Regions from separate parts of the Sus scrofa genome. Here region 2 is linked to region 1. The links are chromatin contacts, called in public Hi-C maps. All regions are on one chromosome and are shown on one strand. The core of a region is the stretch at or near the end of the contact, and the rest is flanking DNA. Distances in the headings are between cores, read along the strand shown.

Region 1 (7,789 bases), core at 1,643-4,142:
GAAAATTAAAAAAAAAAATTATAAGCATGGTTCCCAGAGGAAAACATTTCCTTTATTAGCAATTGGCTTTGACAATTCCATTCTAGGATGCTAAATATAACAAAATACCTTCTGACTTTTACAATAAACACATTCCCCAGATTACTTTGAAACTAACCATTGTCTGTTTATTTACAGGACATTTTGCAACAAGTTAAGCAACTGTAACTTTTTTTTTAAATCTTTCAAATTTGTTCCAGTTCTTTTAATGAATTGATCTGACATTGTTTTCTGAATTCTTCTATTATGAAATAAGAAAGTTCCCATTTCACCATGTATTTCCCTAAAAGATATCCATTTTATTATTTCTAATTTTCTTAAATCGTAACCCAAGAATACCAGCAAAGATTTCTGACAGGAAGTTTTTCATACTGTAGAAAAGCCTAATTTTAAAACTTTAAACACATTCATCAAAGACAAATAAAACATTCTGCAGTTCTTAAAATGTATCTTTATTATTAAAAATCCCATGCGTGATAATTCAGAAATAGTCAGTGAGAGGCCAACTGCCTTGTTCTGGGCTAATGGACTACATCAGGCTTTTAACAGAATGCAGTAGCTACTGTGTTTAGGGAACAACAAGCACTTAGTGCACCTCAGAGCCCCAGGCATTCTGTCATCACATAAACAGTGTAAGCACAGTTGTAAATAAATAAATAAATAATAAGGTACCTTTAGTTGGATAGCTCCTCTTACCCTCCCTACCTAAAACAAGGAACAGGGAAGTATTTAAGGATGAATTGGCAGTTTTGTCTTCGGGAGATGGATCCAAGTAGTTGGGTGGGGAGGGTAGAAAATTTATGTTTCACCTCATAACCTCATGAGTTTTGGGTGTGTAGGTTTGCTTGTTTTTACCATGAAGTATGTCTAATTTTTACAAATAGCTTTTCAAAAATATGGCCCACTAGTTAACCATGCTTTCTTTTTTCTCCCTCTTCTCATACCTTCTAAAAACCATGAAGTCTCAGTCAACATCAAGTCTGATCTCTCTGAAAAGTTCTTGCTTTTTCACTTTTTAAAGTTTTATTGAAGTACAGTTGATTTACAATGTTGTGATAATTTCTGCTCTACAGCAAAGTGATTCAGTTATTCATGTAAGCTCTTAAACAGGGCTACACAGTCTCCAGAATATCTGGAAACCCCCCAACAGGCATATACAGGCTAGGGACAGAGCTCTTCCAGGCCAAACAAGGACATTTAATAGGAATATTAGAGACTTTCAAGTACATTGTCTCTGTAAGTGACTCCTTTTTTTTTTTTTTTTTTTTTGGTCTTTTTGCTATTTCTTGGGCCGCTCCCGCGGCATATGGAGGTTCCCAGGCTAGGGGTCGAATCGGAGCTGTAGCCACCGGCCTACGCCAGAGCCACAGCAACACAGGATCCGAGCCGCGTCTGCAACCTACACCACAGCTCACGGCAACGCCGGATCGTTAACCCACTGAGGAAGGGCAGGGACCGAACCCGCAACCTCATGGTTCCTAGTCGGATTCGTTAAGTGACTCCTAAACTTGCACCCAAGCCCTAAATTTTCTCCAAAACATATTCTAAAAATCATTATGGAGAGTTTTAAACAAAACTGTTTAAAATCCCTTTTCTTTCACCCAAAACAGTCCTTCCAGTGTAATTGCTCTCTTGACACCCCGACACTAAATCTTGTGCTTTTCTTCCTTCCTGCCATCTCCCTAGTGTTCCTTTCCTCCAGTTATCAAAAACAAAAAGCTCAGGAATGGTACTATACGCCGGGTGTAGGGCAACAAGGATGGGTGGGAACAGCTGTCCCAGCCAAATAATTCAGGTGGAAATGTGATGGCAGATCTTCCAATTATCCAAGACAAGGAATAAATTCGGATTGTTGGGAGAAACGCTCTGGTGTTTAATGCAACATAGGGACCAAAGAAAACATCTGTAGGTCACCAGTTGGCAACCTGTGAGTTAACCAGTCTCTCTCATTCTGGTCCACGCTCCCTCAGTCCACTCTACACATCACTGTCAGATCAATTTACCAAAAGCACTGCTCCTGATCACTGCTAACTCCAGGCTGGAAATACTACCACGAAGTTTATACTGTCATTCAACGTCCAAAGTAACAACCACTCACCTTTCTCAAGTCCCCTACCTTTTACTTCAATCAAAGGAGTCTAGCCCCTCATCCCTCACCCAGCTATGTCCCTGCCAAGATGGCCTCTTTTCTACCCTCCTCTTCTACCCCATCAACGCCCACATTTGAAGCAAGATACAAGCCTTCTATTGGGAAAATACACACGAGTTAAAGAAACGTCTCTGCTTAAAATCAAGAGATTTAACCTAAAGCTAACAGAAGGGATCCAAACTTCCGAACAAGCAAATCCCATGGCCTTGTCTTGATACACCCCCCCCCACATCCAAGAAACATTTTAATGGAGAGCAGAGGTCACGCTCAGAGGAGTCTTTGCGGGGTCTCCACGTCTTCACACCCAGGAAGGCCTTGGGGAGGTGGAGGGCTGGTGGGGTACCCTCACCAGCCCTGGGAGGCAGGTGGACGTGCGCAACCCCTCGCGCGCTCCTTCCCGCGCCCCAGAGATACTACCCCCAACCGGACTCCAGAGCCAGGTCCCCGGGACCCCGACCTGCTGAACCCTGGCGCGCGCACAGCGGGGCTCCGCAACCGAGGACCCTCCGCGCCGACCAGGCCAGGGGGCGCCGGCGGCCGCTCCAAAGAGTCAGATGGAGAGATGACCCCTCTGCGCGCTCCCCTCACGGACCTCCGGGGGACGCCGCTGCCCAGCCGCGCCCACCCGATGCCCAAGCTGCCGCTACCTTGTCCTCGGGCGGTGCGTCCGGGTCGTGGACCACCCTCTGCCTTAGTTCCGTCATGCTGGAGACACCGGTGCTAGGTCGCCGCGAGCGAGTACCGCAGCCGCTGGGGCCGGCAGCTCAGCGCTCCAGCCCCGCCTCGGCTGAGCAGCGCGCGGCTCCGCAGCGGCTCCCAGGCCCCACGGCAGCCCGGCCTGCAGTCCTGGAACTCGGCCCCGCCCGGTGCTGCAGCCGCCCTTTCACCCGGGCTGAGCGCAATCAGCCTCCTCAGCCCTGGCCCGCTAGCTCCTTCTCTCGGGAGGGCCCCGGAACCAGCGCGCAGGCGCACCGCCGCCATCATGGCCACAGAGATCCACCAATGGCGCGAACCCGTCAGAGAGGAGGGGCGCTGGGGGCGGGGCAAGCAGAGCGGGATGGAGGGGGCGTGCCCTGGATAGCAACATGACGGGGCGTGGAAAGGCGTGCGCGTCCGAGAGAGACTAGCCAATGGGAGCTCAAGAGCTGGTACCCTAGGTCCTAGAGGTAACAGATAGCTAGGGGCCGTGGGTGGCAGCTCCCAGGCTCCAGCCTGTCTTGTGCTTGCTCACCTCGGCTCCCTGTCCTCTGTAGCCGGGGCTCTTCCCTTGCACAGTTAAGTAGTTAGGACCTGAGGGGAAAAGCCTGGGAAATCCACCTGTGTTAGAGAAGGAGCTCAAGCCAAACTTTAACCTGCCTCGCCTTGCCAAATTATCTTCTACCACTTACTGAGCGTTAATTATATGCTGGGCATTATACTATGTGATCTTTTTAATTTATCCCATTTAATCTGCACAACACTTGGAAGTGGATATGATTTCCATTTTATAGATAAGACTTCACAATTATTCAGATTTCTTTTCTGTCATCTGTACTATTGAAAGACCTTTTTTGGACAGGAATACTGACTACTTTGTTCACATCCTGATCCCCTATGTACCTGACATACCTGTTCAATAGATTTAAAGTTTCTCCTAAAGGAAAATGATTTAGCCAAGGTCTCATGGCTAAAAAGTGTCCACTGAGAATCAGAACACAGATTTGTTTGCGCCTACTCTAACCACTGTACTGATTCCTGCCCTTCCTAAATTCATTGTTAATATCTGTTACTCAAGCATTGCCTTCAGCGGTTTCTGTTTACTGCCTTGTAAATGATATAAAACAACTTTAAAATGGGGTCTCTTCCCTTAAGCATATTGTTGTTGAAGAGAGAAATATGCACACACGGGAGCTGCAATTTTGTATTGACAATTTTGACGTGCGCCGTGGGGTTTGGGAAATTAGTGAGAATTCTGACAAGGGCATTGTATTTTCTTGTCTTCTATGAAAGTATATTCAGAAAGCACAGTTTAACTACCAGGGTTTATAACTCCCTACAGTTTGGCCCAAACCTTTTATCCATTGCACTCAGCCCTCACGAGCTAATGGAGCTCAGGCCAGGTACAATTCTGAAGTCACTACTGTAGTAAACAGGGATCAGGTGTTCAGACTTCTGGAAGTAAAAGCTTTAGAGCCTCTCCCTCAAATACAGACAGAAATTAAAAGTAAAATATCCCCCACACATGCCTCCAGCCAGAAAGAGGATTTTGTTCTTTTACATTATCTTACACCTCCTCCTCTACCCCTGATTTTTGTCTTCTATTCCTCATAATAGCTCTTCCCTCTAGGGTCATTTCTCCCAGGCTTGTGACATGTCTTGTATATGGTGCTTTCCTTGCATTCCTTCCACTATTTTTAAATTAGTGCAGGTAATAGACATAAGAATTTTAGTCCCTGGAGCGTGCAGGCTGACTGCAAGCTCAGCATGTGGGCAAATATTGCCGTAATTATTATCATTCTATAATAATAATTTAAAAACCTCCCACCTTCTTCTTTATTTGAAAACTGCATTGGTACAAGTGACCAGAAATTTCTTTGGTTCCCTGAATAGTGTTTTTCCTCTCTTAGAGGGGAAGAATTCTTGGAACAATACATTCTTTTTAAAATTTTCTTGATCTGCTTTTTCTCATCCTACATATTGCCTTTCTAGTGCTTAGTCTAAGTGTTCTCAGATAGCTAAAACTTCTAATTCAGTTTAATGAGATGACATGCAAAATGGAATTGAGAATGGGCTATGCAGAATTGTCTCATTTCTTAAAGTTTAAAAAATGTAGGAGTTCCCACAGTGATGCAGTGGTGTTAAGGATCCAGTGTTGTCTCTGCAACAGCGAGTTCTATCTCCAGCCTGATCTCGAGTTGCCACAGCTGCGTGGGTTACAGGTACTGCTCAGATTCAATCCCTAACACAAGAAATTTCACATGCTGCAGGTGTGACCAAAAAAGAAAAAATAAATTGCAAAACCTGCACTCCCACACACTTGTAGACCTGTTATACACACAGACCATCTAAACTAAAATTTCAGTCTTTTCTCTGGCAAACCACAGGGCTTACTTTTTCAAACTAATAATCTACATGGAGGCGCAGGTGGCTTTAAGAAAAAATATTCATCAATTGATCACACATGCCAAAACAGTGCTTTTCTGTCCTGACTATTTATTAGAATTCACTGGGAAGCTTCTAAAACTTCCAATGGAGGACCCATCCTAGACCAACTAAATAAGAACCTCTAAAGATGGCCATTAGAGGAAACAGGTTTTTTTGTTTTGGTTTAAGCTCCCCAGGATAGTCATGTGCAGCTAGGATTGAGACTCACTTTAATATATCTCCTTGCAAAGAAATTTTCCAAAAAATATATTAAAGAGTTTATAGCATTTATGTTTCCCAACACGCAGTAACATTTTCTTTTTTTTTTTTTTTTTTTTTGTCTTTTTGCTATTTCTTGGGCCGCTCCCGCGGCATATGGAGGTTCCCAGGCTAGGGGTCGAATTGGAGCTGTAGCCACTAGCCTACGCCACAGCCACAGCAACGCGGGATCCGAGCCGCGTCTGCAACCTACACCACAGCTCACGGCAACGCCGGATCGTTAACCCACTGAGCAAGGGCAGGGATCGAACCCGCAACCTCATGGTTCCTAGTCGGATTTGTTAACCACTGCGCCACGACGGGAACTCCAACATTTTCTGATCAACAATATATGCTTGATAAAGAAAGTGTTGGAAATGCAGAATATACTGTTAATATGTATATCATTGCCTTTTATTCTATTTTATGTGTACCATACACTCAGATATAATAATTTTAGAAAATTGGGATTCTTGTTTATACTACTTCATAACCCAACTTTTTAACATTAAATGCCCTTTGAGAATGGTACTTGAAAGGCTGTATAACATTTCGTCTTATAGATTTTTTACCACAATTTACCTAACAAAGACCGTATTGCTAGACCTCAAGATTATTTCCAATTTCAGAGGAATTGTTAATAATTCTATAAGAAACATTCTTAAACAAGACTTATCTTGGTAAATACCTCTGATTATTTCTCTAGGAAAAAAATCCAGAGTTCCCATAGTGGCTCACTGGAAACGAATCCAACTAGTACCCATGAAAACACGGATTCACACCTGGCCTTGCTAGGTGGGTTAAGGATCCAGTGTTGCCTTGAGCTGTGGTGTAGGTTGTAGACGCGGCTCAGATCCCACGTAGCTGTGACTGTGGCATGGGCCAGCAGCTACAGCTCCTATTTGACCCCCAGCCTGGGAACCTCCATATGCAGTGGGTGCAGCCCTAAAAAGACAAAAAAAAAAAAAATGTGTTGAATTTTTTTGTCAAAGAATAAAATTCTAGGCTTTGCATACACATTTCCAAATTCCCACCAAAAAAATTAGTTCATGAAAAATTAGTTCATGAATCTTCAGTTCATGAAAGTGCCTACTGCTTACATCCTTCCTAAGAAGTAGGTGTTAATACCATTTTAATTTATTTAGTAGGTTAAAATTCTATCTCCCTTTATATTCCTTTGCTTATTAATATTCCTAACCATTTTTCATACATTTACTAAGACTGGACCTTCAGCACTGGAAGCCAGAGACCTCTGGCTTTCTGTTTAGATGCACAGAGTTCCCTTTTAATCAGTTTGAAATGAGTTCTCTGTCATGGAGACAAAGTATACTAACACAAGTTTGTTTGTTTGTTTTTTGTGTTTTTGCCTTTTCTTGAGTTGCTCCTGCAGCATATGGAGGTTCCCAGGCTAGGGGTCCAATCGGAGCTGTAGCCACCAGCCTACGCCAGAGCCACAGCAACGCGGGTCTGCAACCTACACCACAGCTCACGGCAACGCTGGATCCTTAACCCACTGAGCAAGACCAGGGAGGGAACCCGCAACCTCACAGTTCCTAGTCGGATTCGTTAACCACTGAGCCAAGACAGGAACTCCCTAACCCAAGTTTTGAGGCACACCAAAGTCTTAAAAACTTTTGTAGTCATTCCTCATGGTTTTGGTTTTTTTTAAGATTTTTTTTTTATTATTATTATTGTAGTTGATCCTTACGGGTTTTTTGTTTGTTTTTTGTTTTCTTTTTATGGCTGGAAGTTCCCGGACTAGGGGTTGAATCTGAGCTGCAGCTGAGACCTGCAGCACAGCAACACCAGATCTGAGGTACATCTGCAGCCTACACTGTAGCTTGCAGCAATGCCAGATCCTTATCCCACTGAGCAAGACCAGGGATCAAACACATCCTCAGAGAGACAGTGTCATGTTCTTAACCTGCTGAGCCACAAAAGGAACTCCCTTAGGTTTTATTTATTTATTTTACTTTTGTGTTAAGAAACCCACAGCAAGATCTCTTAAATATTTAGCAAAATACTATTCAATATCTTATTGGATTTACATTTATTTGAATTTTAATTATTGAATCTATCTTGAATCTATTTTGGTGAATAGTTATTAGGAAGAGTTTATTCCTTTCTAGAAGGTTAACCAATTGTTTCATCATAATTTAATTTATTCTTTTTTTTTTTTCTGTCTTTTAGGGCCACACCCACAGCACATGGAGGTTCCCA
Region 2 (7,789 bases), core at 3,108-5,607, 640 kb before region 1:
CGCTCCCGGGGCATATGGAGATTCCCAGGCTAGGGGTCGAATCGGAGCCGTAGCCACCAGCCTACACCAGAGCCACAGCAACGTGTGATCCGAGCCGCATCTGCAACCTGCACCACAGCTCACTGCAACGCCAGATCGTTAACCCACTGAGCAAGGGCAGGGACCGAACCCACAACCTCAAGGTTCCCAGTTGGATTCATCAACCACTGTGCCACGACGGGAACTCCCTTTTCTTATTTTTATCATGGGATTTATCATGGAACAGGGTACCTACATGTTTCAATCTTTCTTTTTTTCCCCATACGGGCCAAAACAGGAAAGAAGTTAATTTTTGAGAAGATTTACAACTGTATATATAAAAAAAGGAACAAGGCCATTTCTAAGCCAATACTGATTAGATGAGTTGTCTGGAATGTTTACATAAATTTGTTGAAATACAATAAAAGTTTTCCTGAAAGTATATTCATATTTGTTAATATTTTATTATTATTATTAATTTTGGCTAATTATCCCTTCCCACTTTTTTCTACTTTGTACATAGTGAAGGATTCTTTTTAGGGCTAAACCTGAGGCATATGGAAATTCCAGGGCTAGGGGTCCAATCGGAGCCACAGATGCCAGCCTACACAACAGCCACAGCAACAGTGGGATCTGAGCCGGGTCTGTGACCTACACAGCTCAGAACAACACTGGATCCTTAAGCCTCTGAGTGAGGCCCGGGATCGAACCCACATCCTCATAGATACTAGACAGATTGGTAACCTGTTGAGCCACAACAAGAACTCTGAGATACTCATTTTTATTAAACTCAGATCCATAAAGATAATTGCTGATTCAGTAGCAATATATCAAAATATAAATGACCTTTAAAATGAGTTTTGGGAGTTCCCATCATGGCTCAGCGGAAATGAATCTGACTAGGATCATGGGGATGCAGGTTCAATCCCTGGCCTTGCTCAGTGAGTTAAGGATCCAGCATTGTCGTGACTTGTGGTGTAGGTCGAAAACATGGTTCAGATCCTGTGTTGTTATGCTGTGGCACAGGCTGGCGCTATAGCTCCAATTTGACCCCTAGCCTGGGAACTTCCACATGCTGTACCTGCAGCCCTAAAAAGCCAAAAAAAAAAAAAAAAAAAAAAAAAGACTAGTTAGGACCCAACATTGTCACTGCTGTGGCTTGGGTTTGATCCCTGGCCCAGGAACTTCTGTGTGCCATGGGCACAGCTAAATAAATAAATCTTTTAACAGTTTTAAAATAATTCATATAAGTAGAGTATAAATCAGTGAAACCATTCTGTATAATACCATAATGGTGGATATATGAAATCAAGCATTTGTCAAAACCCATGAAACTATACAACAAAAAGAGTGAATCCTAAAATAAACTATGGATTTCAATAATAACCTATCAATTTTGGCCCATCAATTGCAACAAATGTATCACACTAATGCAGGATGCTAATAATAGGAGAACTAGGGATGGGAAAAGGGAAGAGAATTTAAATAAGGACTCTCTGTACTTTCTGTCCAATTTTTTGTAAACCTAAAACTATTCTTAAAATTAAAATCTATTTAAGAAAATAGTTTACCCATACAACACAATATAATAAAACTAGACCAACAATCCAATTAAAAAATGTGAAGAGGACCTGAACAGACATTTTTCCAAAGAGACATAGATGGCCAATAGGCACAGGAAAAGATGCTCACATCACTAAGCATCAGGAAAATGCAAATCAAAACCACACTGTCACCTTACACCTGTCAGAATGGCCATTGTCAAAAACACAACAAATAATAAATGTTGGGGAGTATGTGAAGAAAAGGGAACCATAGTACAGTGTTGGTGGGAATATTAATTGATGCAGCCATTATGGAAAACAGTATGAAACTTCCTCAAAAAACTAAAAACAGAACTACTATATGATCCAACAACTCCACTCCTGGGTATTTATCCAAAGAAGACAAACGCTAATTAGAAAAGATACATGCACCCCAATGATCATGACAGCATATTCACAATAGCGAAAATATGGAGCAACCTAAGTGTCCATGGGTGAAAAAAAGATGTATGTACACACACACACACACACACACACACACCCGCCACACACAAGGAACATTAGTCATTAAAAACAATGAAATTCTCAAAGTTCCTGTTGTGGCTCAGTGGTAACAAATCCCACTAGTATCCAAGAGGATGTGGGCTTGATCCCTGGCCTCGCTTAGTGGGTTAAAGGATCTGGCATTGCCGTGGGCTGTGGTGTAGGTTGCAGACATGGCTCAGATCTGGCATTGCTGTGGTGTAAGCTGGCAGCTGCGGCTCCAATTCAACCCTTTAGCCTGGGAATTTCTATATGTCTCGGTGAGGCCCTAAAAAGACCAAAAAAAAAAAAAAGAAGAAAGAAGAAAGAAAAAAAAAGAAATTGTCATGTGTAACATAGACAGATCCGGAGCATTTTATGTTTAGTGAAGTAAAGCAGAGATAGATACTATATATCTTCACTTATATGTGGAATCTAAAAAAACCCAACGAAAAAATGAATAATAATATTAATATTACAATATAATAATAATACTCTGCTCATACGAAACAGACTCACAGATACAGAGAACTAGTGGTTCAGTGGGAAGAGGGGTGAGGGGAGGGGCAAAATAGGTAAAAAGTATTAAGGGGTATAAACTGCCAGTTATAAACTAAGTTAAAGGATGTTAACAGGATGTAATGTACATTACAGGAAAAACGGCCAATATGTTATAATAACTTTGTTTTTTTTTTTTTTTTTGTCTTTTTGCTATTTCTTGGGCCGCTCCTGCGGCATATGGAGGTTCCCAGGCTAGGGGTCTAATCAGAGCTGTGGCCGCCAGCCTACGCCAGAGCCACAGCAACGCGGGATCCGAGCCGCTTCTGCAACCTACACCACAGCTCACGGCAACGCCAGATCGCAACGCCAGATCGTTAACCCACTGAGCAAGGGCAGGGACCGAACCCGCAACCTCATGGTTCCTAGTCGGATTCGTTAACCACTGCGCCACGATGGGAACTCCTTATAATAACTTTGAATGGAACATAATACATAAAATATTAGGTCACTATGTTGTTTACCTGAAACTAATACCTTATAAACATTATAAATAATATTTTAATCAGCTATAAACAATAATAAACTATAAATTCAATAGTTCATTCCCAAGGGTTAAAATGTATAAAAATATACCCATACTCTAACGCAATTCATTACCAGGCAGCGTATCTGCATCTATATTTATTTACTTATTTTTATATTTTTGTCTTTTGCCTTTTTTTTAGAGCTGCATCCACAGCATATGGAGGTTCCCAGGCTACAGGTCTAATTGGAGCTGTAGCTGCCAGCCTACGCCACAGCAACGCCAGTTCTGAGCCGCGTCTGTGACCTACACCACAGCTCACGGCAACGCGGATCCTTGACCACTGAGCGAGGCCGGGGATCGAACCCTCAACCTCTTGGTTCCTAGTCGGATTCGTTTCCGCTGCGCCACAATGGGAACTCCCGCAGCTCTATTTAAAAAGATTTAATTAATACGTTAATAACTAAACAAGTTCACGATCTTAAGGCACTAACATGGCTTTGATAATCATGTAGACCACATCGTACGTCAAGAAACTGAAGCAAAAAAAAAAAAAATTAACTATGTGCTTGGGCTGTGCGATGGAAATCCTGTGAAATCAGACTGTTATGATCATTATAAGCTACAGATGTGATAAATTCATTTGAGTAATAAAAAATGAAATAAAATTAAAAAAAATTAACTGATCAACTGGTGACAGAACGAAGCTCAAATTTCCTATCCACATTCCCAGGCTGAAGCTCTCCTTCGACAACGCTATGTCCCCTATCTTTCTCAAAGGAGGTAATACAGTGGGAATAACTACTAAGGAGTAGGACTGGAGAAAGAGGCAAGGACCCGCCCGTCGAGCTGCTATGCTTGGTCAAATACCTCGCTTCATTTAAGTCTTCTCAGACTAAGTTTTTACTTGCAAAGGATGACAGGTCACAGAGCTCTCTTAGTTCGTGGATGGGTTGGCTCTCCCTTCCTAGCTGGGGGAAGCTCGGCGGAGCGGAGGAGACTCCACGGTCCGAGCTCCTCAGATGACTCTGCCTAAGTCCCGCAGACTCTTCGCCCTCAGCTTACCTGACGTCCCCGGGAGGGGCCAAGGATTGTACGTCAAAGCTGCTCGGGGACCTCGGCTTCTCCACTGAGGCTGCAGTGGGTCGCCGAATAGGTCTACTTCAGGCAGCCACAACAGGGTCTGAAACCTAACTCCAGTCTTCTAAGTTCTTTTTTGGCGCTTCTGTGACGCAACTTCCGCCCGTAGCTGCGGCGTGACGGGAGGGGCGAGATGGAGGGCAGCCAATCAAGGAGATCGGCCAGACGGAAGCTGTGAGGCTCCCGGAAGTTGTCCTGAGGCTCTGACCGGAAAGCGGAAGCGGTGCGCAGCACGTGGGGGAGGTGCAGATCTCTGGGCTCGGCGTCCCCTCGGTTTGTGCGAGGCCAGGCCGCCGGCGGCGACAACCCTAGACGAGGGGCGGAGAGGGAACTAGAGAGACGCCGCGGAGCTCAGAGATCGGCTGAGCGTCATGGAGGGCTCTGACGAGCAACCGGGCCCACAGCCACTGCATCCCGGGGATCACTGCATCCGCGACGGCGACTTCGTGGTGCTGAAACGGGAAGATGTGTTTAAAGCAGTGCAAGTCCAGCGGAGAAAGTAAGTCAGGTCTCTGGCCTTATGGTTTCCCAGCCCCCACCTTCAGGAGACGCTCTCTCTCATTAACTACTCTCGGGTCTTCGCACCTAGGCATTTGCATCCAAGACCCCGTTCTCAGCCCCTGGGATCCGTTTCACCCCACCTGTCTTAAGCATCCCGCTTAATCTTTCCACAGAGTTCTTTTCCCATTCTTGGCTTTAGGTGCCTTGCCTCTTTCACCATCCCTGTCCCGGAGTTCTTTTCCTAGGTTCTTGAGGTCTTCTTTCCTATCTTCTCACAGAACCCCTTCACCCTCTGATCTCACCCTTGTCTCCCAGAGTCCACCCAACGCCCCATCACTACTTTATTTTGTATTCTTGAAACCAATACTTTTTTCTTCTCAGATTTTCTGATTGGAAATGTGTATGTGCTTCCAAGTACATAATTTTGAAAAGTGCTAATACTAATTATTTAAACTTTTTAGTTGAAATATAGCAATGCAGCAAAGTCCTTAGGTCATAAGTTGGATGAATGATTTCAGAGTTACACAGCTGTATAGTAACTGTAGGTGAAACTTCGGTTTCTCTCTTGCATTGTCCTTTTAAGTTACTTTATTGTGAAATGTGATTGTTAGAGTATACTTCTCAATAGTGTGCTCTTTCAGACAAGAGCTTTTTATTTCTAAGGAGACATCTCTATTTCTGAAACATATTCTTTAGACAGTCATTTTGAAACATTTCCATCAGTTTTCTTGGCAGCAGCCATGGCATTAGTTTCCATTTTATTTAGAAAATTAAGCTTTGAGCTCAGTTACATCCCAGGCCAGATTCTCCCTTCACTATTCCTCAAGGCTGCATTCATCTGGTTGTGCAGAAGCAATCCTGGCTCTCTGAGCAGACTCTGCAAATACCACTTTTTCCCAGCAAAGCACACAGGGTCCACTTTTCCTGACTAGGGCAGTGACCTCCTGTTAGGCCAAACAGTTTGCCTGACACACTCTGCTTTGCCTACCAGACCAGCTGCCAGAGGGATAAACCCAGCCTAGCTCAGACGCAGGGGCACTCTGCTAGCCCTGGGGTACTCAAAGGATGTGGTGGGGGAAGATGCACATCTGGGCTGAGCTGAGTTTCAGCCTCTCTGAGGGGGTTTATGTCAGTGTATATTTTGAGTATTAAATGTTAATCACTGAGGACCCAGCAAAGAACAAGAATTGACCCTACCCAAATACTTGGGGAGAGTCACTGAGATGGTTCAGATGAGGAGATTTAATGAAGAAATGACAGATATACTTACAAGAGATGTGACAAAGTTTAGAGAACCACCAGTAGAGACTGGTGATGCACCCAAGGGTCTAGAATGTTGGGAAGCCTTCAGCATGAAAGGCAGTCTTTGCATCTGTCCTGGTTGGCTTCATAAGAAAGAGAAGGTATGGGATGGGGCATAAAGAAAATTACACAGTGCGCATCTTTCAGGATTCAGAGTTCTGTTTACATGGGCCATGTCCTGAAGCTAAGCATGGCTTCCGGAGATCCATTTATTTCCTGGGTAGACAGTGTGGTATAATGGAAAGAACGAGGCTGCATTCAGACAGGCTAGGACTTGAATCCCAGTTGCCACCATATAATTCAATCTTGGACATGACATTTTTCCCTGAGCTTCAGTATTAATCATCTGGAAAGAGCTGTGTCCTAGGATTACTGAATTGATAATTAAATCAGAAAGTATGAAACCCCTGGCACATACTACCTAACCTCTGATTGACACTCAGTGGATGTTAGTTATCTTCTTTTGAAAGGAAAGTTTTTTGTTTTGGTAGGATTTCCCTTTTAAATTTTACAAAGATAAAACTCTGGGTAATGGGAAAAGTTAAAATTGCCTGGGCTTCAGTAGCGCCCCATCAGTGTTAGGCACCACTAACACTGATGTGTATCTGTAAATATCACTTGCCTTTACTGGATACCTTTCAAAGAAAATGGCCAGTGAGGCCAGAAAATTTGTCAAGTCCATGTCATCTCAATGATCGTTAGTTTTGAGATTTTCCTGTAAGTTACAAGAGGAGTTTCACAATATGTGTCTTAGTGGCCTGGCAATCTTGGCAGCCTTTTATGCTACTCAGGAAATCCAAAAAAATCTATGAGTTTGGACATGCTATCACATAGCGCAAATTGGAGCCAGACCAGTACCTCTCAAGAGGAGTGTCTCCTGTTTCTTGTTTCTTGTTCCAAATTCAATGTTTTTTTGTGGCTTCTTTGTTAATTTTATGTCTCTGCCCCAACTCAATTTTCTCTAGTTTGTTTTTTGGTTTATGGTTAGAGATAATGTTGCTGATCTTCCTTTGTGGAAACCAATTTTAAAATAAACTAGATTAAACATATCTTTCCAATACTGAATGCAAATGAGATTCAGCTAATTGACTGCATTTCTTCCCCAGAAAAGTAACTTTTGAAAAACAGTGGTTCTATCTGGATAACGTTATAGGCCATAATTATGGAACCACATTTGAAGTGACCAACGGAGGAATTCTTCAGCCGAAGAAGAAGAAGGAAGAGCCTACTTCAGGTGCACTATACCACTTAAGATGTATGAAACTGATGATCTTTTGAGCTGGCTACTCAGAAGTCTATCAACCCCATTTGGTTCTAAATTGCTAGCCATGATCTCCCCAAAGAAATCTAAACCCATCATCTAAGAACTGCAGCTTGGTAGAGTGAATTACTGATTTAGCCTTTGGCTAATTTTTTAGATACCTTTGAGATACCTGGGTTCTGGCTCCTTCCCACCATTAATCAGCTCTTGAACTTTGGGCCAGGCATTTACTCCCTTGAGTCTTTGCAGCTTCAGTGTAAGAGCAGATATATAGCCCTTTCAGTGCCTAGAAGAACAGCTTGTGAGGTAGTTGGCACATAGGGCGAAGGATAAGATGTCTGGCTTTGAATTCAATTGACTAGGTTTAAGTTCCATCTTCATCACTTGCCTTTGTAACCTTGAGCTAGTTATTTGGTTTCTCAGGTTCATCTTTGGAATGTATTCAAATTGCTCATCTTTAAAATAGGGCCATAAACA

What was found. Hi-C and Micro-C count contacts between places; a contact is called where the count stands out from the background.
Region 2: a Hi-C map of liver shows a contact between it and region 1, with 5 times the contacts expected there. The contact joins the promoter of MCM8 here to the promoter of CDS2 in region 1. A contact is called at or near these places in 1 of 5 promoter capture datasets (liver) and 2 of 47 Hi-C or Micro-C datasets (liver and skeletal muscle).

What each region holds. Positions count from the first base shown.
Region 1 is chr17:14,146,913-14,154,701 of Sscrofa11.1, reverse strand. It overlaps CDS2 (CDP-diacylglycerol synthase 2), which reads right to left and starts at 2,892. Exons shown (of 13, transcript NM_001166673.1): 1 at 2,836-2,892. The coding sequence starts at 2,892.
Region 2 is chr17:14,786,966-14,794,754 of Sscrofa11.1, reverse strand. It overlaps MCM8 (DNA helicase MCM8), which reads right to left and starts at 4,357. Exons shown (of 17, transcript XR_002339862.1): 1 at 4,174-4,357. It overlaps TRMT6 (tRNA (adenine(58)-N(1))-methyltransferase non-catalytic subunit TRM6), which reads left to right and starts at 4,437. Exons shown (of 9, transcript XR_002339863.1): 1 at 4,437-4,747; 2 at 7,158-7,285.